3 separate regions of the Zea mays genome follow, and regions 1 and 2 are each linked to region 3. Evidence: chromatin contacts called from public Hi-C data. All regions are on one chromosome and are shown on one strand. Each heading gives the region's core, a stretch centred on a gene start, on an enhancer-like site or on the middle of the called end of the contact. The rest is flanking DNA. Distances are from core to core; before and after follow the strand shown. Region 1 holds the start of LOC100276965. Region 2 holds the start of LOC100272267 (RNA polymerase II transcription elongation factor). Region 3 holds the start of LOC103643833 (HIPL1 protein).

Evidence for each region. Hi-C and Micro-C count contacts between places; a contact is called where the count stands out from the background.
Region 1: a contact with region 3 is called in a Hi-C map of root tip, with 4 times the contacts expected there. The contact joins the promoter of LOC100276965 here to the promoter of LOC103643833 in region 3. A contact is called at or near these places in 5 of 25 Hi-C or Micro-C datasets (ear, leaf, root tip and 1 more).
Region 2: a Hi-C map of ear shows a contact between it and region 3, with 2.5 times the contacts expected there. The contact joins the promoter of LOC100272267 here to the promoter of LOC103643833 in region 3. A contact is called at or near these places in 2 of 25 Hi-C or Micro-C datasets (ear and tassel).

Annotation. Positions count from the first base shown.
Region 1 is chr1:268,975,089-268,978,184 of Zm-B73-REFERENCE-NAM-5.0, forward strand. LOC100276965 reads right to left here and starts at 1,828. Exons shown (of 13, transcript NM_001371583.1): 1 at 1,370-1,828; 2 at 1,159-1,257; 3 at 962-1,063; 4 at 175-318. The coding sequence starts at 1,627.
Region 2 is chr1:268,956,008-268,958,899 of Zm-B73-REFERENCE-NAM-5.0, forward strand. LOC100272267 (RNA polymerase II transcription elongation factor) reads left to right here and starts at 1,508. Exons shown (of 4, transcript NM_001146755.1): 1 at 1,508-1,813. The coding sequence starts at 1,690.
Region 3 is chr1:269,154,127-269,157,033 of Zm-B73-REFERENCE-NAM-5.0, forward strand. It overlaps LOC103643833 (HIPL1 protein), which reads left to right and starts at 1,435. Exons shown (of 7, transcript XM_008666991.2): 1 at 1,435-1,695; 2 at 1,768-1,940. The coding sequence starts at 1,569.

The sequences.
Region 1 (3,096 bases), core at 578-3,077, 180 kb before region 3:
ATGTATCTTCAACAGATCCAGCTAATCTCAAATCACAAATTGTATTAGTCAGTACACTAGATCCTGGATAGGAACCCTTTGATATCTATTCCTTCATTTCTATTTCTACTGAACAGATCCTGTATGAGATGCTTTTAACTACTGAAACTAACTACAACCACATCATGAACATACATTATGCTGTGACCAGAAGTCATTCTTGTTTATAGCCAAGCCTCTTCGAGCAGCTCTCTCAGCTTCATCCATCCGTCCAAGCTCAAGCAAAGGGAAGGCAAGCATGCCATATATGAAATTCTGATCTTGATTCTTCGGCAAAACCTGATAAGCATTGAGTACCACAAATCTAGTGAACAAAAGAGGCTGATACAAGAGGGTGGCAGGGTGCTAATTTCATAATAAAATTAATTATTGGTACTCACAAGCTCTTGCAATGCACCAATTTGGCATAGTAAAAATGTTTACAGGAAACGATGAAAAGGAGTGCAAATAGCCAAATAGGCAACGATTCTTTAAGAGCAAGGCTAATAATATAGCCGGCTGCTGGCTACAAGGATTGTTGTAGCCAACCTCTTAGCCCACTTGTATAATAGTTAGCTCTTTATTAATAATGTATGACACACTTGTCTCTCTCACAAGATTTCTTTGTTCTCGTGTCTAAGTTGGCGGTAAGGTAACAACCCACTTTTCCTCTCTCTCTCCTCCAACTCAGCATTTAGCCTTCTTATAGCCTGTCTAACAACAGATGACCGTGCAGTTATAGGGAACAGTGAGCATATAATGCTCTCAGGAATTATTGGATCTTACTTTTGATACAAAGATACCATTGTTGATATTCCTTGGGAAGAATCAACACAAGTACATCAAGTGAAAAAGAAATGCCATATCAGCTTCAACTTCATTCAGTCAAGCACAAAATTTGAACTTTTGAAGCCCGTAAATACAAGAATCCCGTTTGGCTTACTTGTTGAACGAATTTCAGGGACAAATCTGGCTTTCCCATATAGAAACAGATGAGCTGCGCTCTCTTGAGAGACAGGAGATCCCTGGGGAATTGCTCGAGAAGCTGCCATAGACGACCATATTATTTACTGACTCCGGAAGTAGCAGAAGTGTATACCCTTCCAGTCCCCAAAATCAACAAATTAAGGTATGTCAAACCTCGAAGTGCCGCTCGATCGCCACCTCCTCGTCCCTCTTCTCGCCCACCAGCACGGAGAGCGTCCCGAAAACGGCCCTCTCGTACTCCGTTGCTTTCCCCTGGAAGCAGGCGCGCAAAAGCACCACAGGTTGAGGTGGTCGGCTTGGCCCAGGGAACGAAAGTGGGTGGAGCAGGGGAAGGTGGTCGAAAGGGAGGAGGACGCTAGCTCACGAGGTTGTCCGCGGCGGCGTTGAGGAAGGCGGCGGCCCCCGCGGGGTCCCTGGGGGCGACTGATTGCGCGGCGTGCGCGGCGGCGAGGGCGCAGGTCGGGTCGGCCGCGGCGGCGCGGAGGACGGCCGCCACGCGGCCGCGGCCGAAGGACATGAAGGCGGCGTAGTAGGCGTCGAGCGCCGCCGCGCAGTCGGCGGATGACGTCCGATACTCCTGCCCCCACATGTCCCGCCTCACCTGCCCCTCCGCCGCCGCCATCTGTCCCTCAGGTGACGGCGCTCGACTTCCGATCGCCGTTTGCTCCGTCGGCGAGGGGAGTGAAGGGAGAAGGTCGCAGCCTCGCAGGCAGCGGGCTGAGGTGGCACGGGAGACTGTTTGCTGGCTTGCTGCGGAGAGCAGAGCGTGGGAGGGGGGAGAGCCGAGTGCCCAGATGGTTGCTTGCCGTTGCCGGTTGCTATCGCGTTGACAAGGCCATTGTTCGGCGGTCGGCGTCTGTTTGTTGTGTACGGTGGATGGAGTGGGGAGTGGGGACTGGGGTGATTTGGGTTCTTCCGATGGCGAGGCGCCTCGTGGGTGCCGACGCGGCGACGACGGACGCGGCAGCACGTGAAACGAGCGAGAGGACACGAGCTGAGGTGGCAGATTTCGTGGGGGTGGGAGAATCCGGGATATGATTGTGCCGTGTCCTTAAGTTTTTTTTAGGCCTAGCGTGTACAGGAGCTTTTAACGAAAATAAAATCGAATGCAAGAAGATAAATGAGAACCATTATAATTTCTGTGCATTACGACCACACATAAATCACATTTGATAGTATAGTTTAACGACTATATGACACGCTGACAAGCTAATGTCATGAACCTTCCATAGTTCCATACAAAAATGAATTTAAAATTAAAATAGACCCTCCAAAAAAATAATTAGACATATGGCCCACGAATAGCCAAAAGTCCAAGAAAAGTATGAGTTGAAAAGAAGACTTGTTCTACTTTTATAACTCACTCGAACACTCGTCCTCCTTTAACTAGTGATGCAGTACTATCCGAGTATATCGTGTGCGTCTCCATGTCATGTTGGGCTTAGACGTTTTCTCACATTTCATCTGGGATATAACAACCGATGTCACTTGACAACACACAATGTTAGCAGAACCGTGAATATTGGTGCTTTATAGGAGTAGAGATAATATTGTTGGTTGTATTTCACTATTTCTAGTCCTGATTTATATAGTGAAGGTTTTTCCATTTATATCTAAAATTAGGGCTCTACGTATATGAATTGCATGCTCCTCTTTTCTTCATTAGTTTTTTCAACACTCTCCCTTGACTCAACATCTGCAGGATGCTTATGTTCTAAAAACTTAAAAAATAAAGAAAAAGGCTACGTAATTGACACTTATTTACGTTGCATGAATTACTTCGTTAAAAAACTTAAGTGAGAAACTTATATAAAAGCTCACATAAAGAAAAATAGTACAACTCAATTAGATTTTAATTAACCCTCAAGATTATTTTTGGTATTTTAAACTTCATGGTTATGATTTATTTAGGAGTATGCGAAGATTCTCCTCTTGAGATCTACAATTTTCTAAGCCTCGTCATTCTATGCTCTCGAACACACATTTCAAAAGATGATGCGAGAAGGGACTTTGTGAACAAGTCCGTGAGATTTTCACATGACTTAGTATATAAAATTTTGATATTTATGTGCATAGAAGAACTTGGGCTAA
Region 2 (2,892 bases), core at 258-2,757, 200 kb before region 3:
CTGTTAAAATTTTGGAATTTCAATCAACTGAATACAAGAGTCGAATAGATTATTGAAATTTTACAGATTCTTTTAGTTCAACTTAGAATTTTTTCTACCCCAAAATTTTAGATCCCACCATCCAACTTTTCAATAGTATAACTCAATACTGTTGAGTTTGTGATCCAAATTCTGAAGAATGCGGCTAACTTGCGACGAGGCCCGTCACCGGGTTTGGTGAAGATATGCAAGATCAGTACTCAAGATAATCATGTTGATATGATGACGAAGCATGTTACCCCTGGTGGCTGTTGGCGTCGGCATGATGATGCATTGTTTAAGGTGGAGTTTGCTATTATGATGCTACAAAGAATTTGTCACAAGATAAAGTTTGTTGAGTTTGTGATCCAAATTCTGAAGAAGGCGGCCAAGTTGCCGAGCGAAGCGGAGGCCCGTCACTAACAGTGGCATTGTTGTCAAATCAACTTATTAGAGAGGCTACGACGACACCCTTTTTATCATATTGTCATGCTATTATATTCTTATAGTTTTAACCAGATAACTTTTAGCTTTCAGCTTACCCATCCGTATACCCATATTCAAATTTTACTTTAAAAACAGTGCAGTCTACAGTGCAAAACTGTATTTTTGAGTAAACTATGGATAGACTGTTACAGACGTCCTTAGCTCGTATGTACCAACTCAGAATTAGATTTAGAAGAATCTACGGATGGACCAAGTACACCCAGCAGCCCAACTACAATAAGATGCCGTTTGGTTCACATATTGGTAACGTAATGGATAACCAATAACGTAAAATCATGTTTGTTTAAGTCAAACCGTAATCGAATACCACACTATAAATGGATATCGACCTATTCAAATTTGTTATCGCCGGTATTCAAGTGAAAATCGTTACCATTACCGTTTACTTTACATTTATGGTGTGTTTGGTTGCAATGCCAGGACGGGACGAGACGATTCCTCAAATAAGGTTGTTTGGTTCAGAGGCAGGAGTTAGGACAGAACTATCCAGTGTTGTCCCCATTTGTCCCTCAAAATTGGAGGGACGAGAGGAGACGTCAGGGGACGTCCCTGTCCTGACTGTCCCGCAACCAAACACACAATTACCGTATGTTTGGTTACCCGCACCGTCTCATCTTGGACCACCGTATGCGTTGACTTTATCTCAGCTCCTATTTGGTTGCCTGCACAAGGGAGACGCAGGCTGCATGAGCGGATACAAATTAAGTCATTTTATAGCTATTTGGTTGTATCCACTCGTACACAGAAAAATGCCGTACTAGGTCAGCCAGGGCCACCCGAGCCGCGCGTCCGGATACACGCATCCAATCAGCCGATTAGTGAACCAAACGGCACCTAATTACTTTCGATTTCTTCAGGTTAGAGCACGAGTAAAAAATTACTGTATGAACTGAACTCCCCCAACGTACGGGTAATACGTTGGTCAGGTTGGATCGAGTTAAAGGTAAACAGAATCAGGCCCGATTGGTTGGGTGGCCTACGAACAGGTCTAGCCCATAGCAACACCCTCGCCCCCTCCCTTCTCAGCCTCAGGCGGTCAGGCCCACTGGCCGTACCCGCGACGTCTTCCTCCTCGGCTCCGCCGCCTTCCGCCGATCGCCTCCGCCGAATCGAATAGAAGAATCGAGCGCCGCTGCTGGCGAGGGGCTCGGCGCACAGCGCGGGATGGCGAGCGGCAGCAGCAACGGGGAGCCAAGCACGGCGCCGCAGGCGAACCGGTGGTACGACCTCCGGCTGGGCTCCTCCTGCCGTGACCCATCCCCCACCGCCAAGTTCTGCACTCTCCGCTGTAAGCCCTTAGTTCCTTTTCTTCTACTCCCTTCTTTTTTTTCAGTACCCAGCCTGCGGAGCTGTAGTCTGGGATCCGCATCAGCGAATTGACGAACGCTAGTTAGCACCACAGGAGGTAGGGTTCTTTGACTGATGGCTCGGTATTCATGGCGTTTAATTATTTTGCACCATGGGAAAACCTGAATTTCATTACTTCACTTATATCTGACTGATTTTACCAACATCTATTGAAAATACTAAAAGATTAGTTCACAAGTCTAAAACTGAGGTACAGAATGGAGAAGGTTCATGCTAAAAAACAGTTCGCCATAAAACAATTATGCAACAATGGTCTAGTTCTACAATATCTGCCAATAGTACATGCAAACCTACCATGACATTATGCACAATAAATGATTGGTAGAAGTACCTTAATGGTTCAGCGCAGACCATCAGTTCTCAGCTCTTAGAGGAACAGGAGTCACATACCCTGGAGAACCTTGTACATGCTCTAAACATCGCTGGAGGTGCGACATCTCTTCAGACTGCTTGTTTTAGTCTTGATCATCTCATCTCTCTTACGGACATTATCAAAACTCAAGAGAAAATACACTTGCCTTTCTGCACCCTCTCCATCGTCAAATACAAGTACTTCCTCAAAATCTGGCATCTTCACCCCCAGAACTCAAAGGACTCTAGCCCCTTTCAGTCTCTAGCATGGTTTTCAAGTAACCTGGTCGTTGATGGTGACCGATTAGGCAAGTAATCACGATTAGGACGTCGACCAGGACAATTAGTTGGTGACAGGTCGGCCACCTAGTTGTCCTAAACGACCTGTACTAATCAGAACATATATAATTATATATAGTTATATACACTATAGTGTATAGTTATATACTATATAATATACTTCAAACAGCAGTCCTAGAACTACAAAACTACAGCAGTAGGTAATCAAAGTATTAAACTCAAACAGCAGTAGCTATTTAGCAGTACTCAACGTTTCAAACAGCATTACAGCAGAGTAGCAGCCACCTTGAGTAGCACCTCTAAAGGGTAAAGTCTGAACAGCAGCAGGTAATCAAACTCAAACGGCAG
Region 3 (2,907 bases), core at 185-2,684:
GAGCTAAGTTTGAAAGAAACTAAGCAATCGAGTTGAGAGGATCAAAATAATAAAGGCATATGACTTAGAGTGGTTGGATGGACTAAGGATATGTTTTTCAAAGGTGTTCAATCAAGCTCATTTATCTCTTAGATTAGAAATGTGATTGAACGGTCATTCAAAGTGATAAAGATAAAGTGGCTTATTCTCTTAAACTTATTTCAGTACTACCCTGTTAAAAAGCAGTCAAAAAGTATAACTGCGTGCATGGCCCTTTACCAAACAGGACCTTTGCCGTCTCTAGTTATGTGCCAGGAATATTTGCGTGCATAGCTTTTATCTCCTTGTGTGTTGTTGAAGACTTTTGTGTTTCGTCCCACAGATAGATCGCTGTAATCAGTTGACGATGTTCTCCACATATAAATGCGTGGTGATTTTTGATGACCTCGAGAAAGCAAAGTCAAACAGTATACACCCTGATTTCAGTTCTCACTTTTCAGGTGTTCGCTTGATTCATCCTCTAGAGTCAACGGCTCGACGCAGGAGTATATGACAATCGAGTTCACGGAGAAGAATATTTAAATAAACAAATTATAAAAGATTTGGTAGTAGAGTACGCGTATATTTTCTAACGTTGATTCTAAAAACCTACATCCTCATAGGTTTTGGAATTTGATAGTAATAGTCGCCTAGTCTCTACTAATAAATGGTAAAAAGGTTTAAATTATACACAAATAAAGGTTCAAACCATGCTTATTGGCTTCAATCCGACGTTCACACTCACTTACCTAACAGATAACGTATTTCTTCGTGTTTTTATACTCTATACTTATTTACTTAGGCCCTGTTCGGCAGCCCAGGATTCCAGGCCAGGTCAGTAACAGAGTCAGTCCAGGATCGAGTGAATCATGGGTTGTTACTCATTCCTGTCACCAGCTCGTTTCCAGATCCGGATCCAGTCCGGAAGGTAGATCACCTGGACTCGTTCCAGGCCGAGGATTGAGAGATGGGAATTAAAATCAGACGAGTTTGTTTCTGACCTAGATCAAAACGAACAACTCTAGGAGACTGGACCAGATTCTAAACTGGGCTGATTCATTCCTGCCGGAATGAGGCAGGGAACGGGGCCTTAAGCAACTTGCACCTAACTAGTCGGTTGTGACATTTAAGTTCTATCACCACCAGCTACGTACCAACAATAATCCTAAATGAAAAAAGTTAAATATACGAGTGATCTCTAACTTTACAATTTAAATCTATGAATTTTGAAAAAGAAAATCAAATTTTAGACTTCCAAACGTGTTAAGCTGAACTTGTCTGGTAGCAGCGTTCTGCCATGACATGATCACATTCACATTCAGTCAACCCCGTCGCCGTCGCTCCAGCGAGAAGCCGTAGACAAATGTCTCTATTCCCATTGCCGTCCATATTTAAACCCCAACTTGGTCAACACTCACATGCCATGCTGCCAATGCCGCCTCCTGCCTACCCTGGTCTTCCAATAAATCAACCTGCTCCCCGACGCGGCGAGGCTCGGCCATGCCCGTGAGCTGTAGGCGCACCCGGAGGCCGCAGCACAGCAGCCACGGATGAGGAGGCCTCCAATCGTGGCGCGCGTGCGCCGCTCGCTCTTCCTCCTCCTCTGCTGCTGTTGCTGCCTCGCCGCCTGGTCGTCGCCGCCGGCCGTGCGCGCACTCCCGCTGTGCACCGACGGGCGTGAGCGCCTATCGCTTCCTCCGGCTTCTCCCTCTTCTCGAGGACGCGTTCTGAATCGTTTGGTTTTTGCAGGGGCGCCGGTGCCGCTGAACAGGACGCTGGGCTTCTGCTCCGCTTACGGCGGGGGCGGCAGCAGTAGCAGCTGCTGCGACGCCGCAGCGGACGCCGCGCTGCGGAAGAGGTTCAACGCCATGAACATCTCTGACGCGGCCTGCGCTGGCGTCATCAAGTCTGTCCTCTGCGCGGTAATCACTGACCAATTGATTTGAATTGTTTGCCCCCGATTGCCGGTTAGCATGGCCGTTGAATTATTATCTGTACTTTGTCTTACGTGTTGACCGTTGACTGTGACTCTGGGTTGCGGGATCCCCAGGTTGCACGCCCCGTGCTCGACTATTTGCCTGATGAGGGAAAAAGGAAAGCTGGGAGGTTAACGTGGTGGCATTTGTTTTGTGTGAATACTAGGTAGTTTTTCCTTCATAAAATAGTGCCACTAGCGTTGATCTGTCATATAAGTACTCAGTCAAATACTATTGGATCTCGAAGTGCTGGACAACTAGGTGGATCTTCATTGAGATACGGGCGCATTGTCTACTACTACCATACCTATGTTAATGCCAAGAATCTTGAGAAGAATATACTAAGAAACATCGATGTGCATCTCGAAAAGGGGAAAATAAAACAAAGAGCTTCATGTTGCATATGGTCAGGTGTAGTAGTGTTTGCTCAGATAGGAGTATGTTTTTTTACTTGTTCACTGCAATTAATACATAGTTCAAATGAAAGAATATGTTTGTAGTTCAAGATAAGTCTTCCGAGTCTTCTGTTTTGAATATGAAAGCTTGTCATGCTTAAATGAACAACGTCAAATCTCTAGCAGACAATCCTTGTCTGTTTTTAGGTACCATGACTGTTGAAAATAGGGAAAAAAAACTCATGGTACAGAGAGAGAAAAATACTTGCACAAAACCAATCATATCTTTGGGAATCGAGATGTCGACTCTGAAGTTGAAGGCCTTCTCTGAGCTGGTTTCCAGTAGTTTTCTCTCTTAGCGGAGTTTAGGTTGCCTCCTTTCAGGTTTAGATGTTGGGTTCAGTCAGTCCTTGGCAGGCTGTGGCCTGGAGGCAGGGAGTGTGCTAGCTGTTGGTTCATTTCGCTTACGGAGTAGCTGTTTTGCTTTTGTTTGCCGGTGCTGTGCTCGGCGGCTTTTC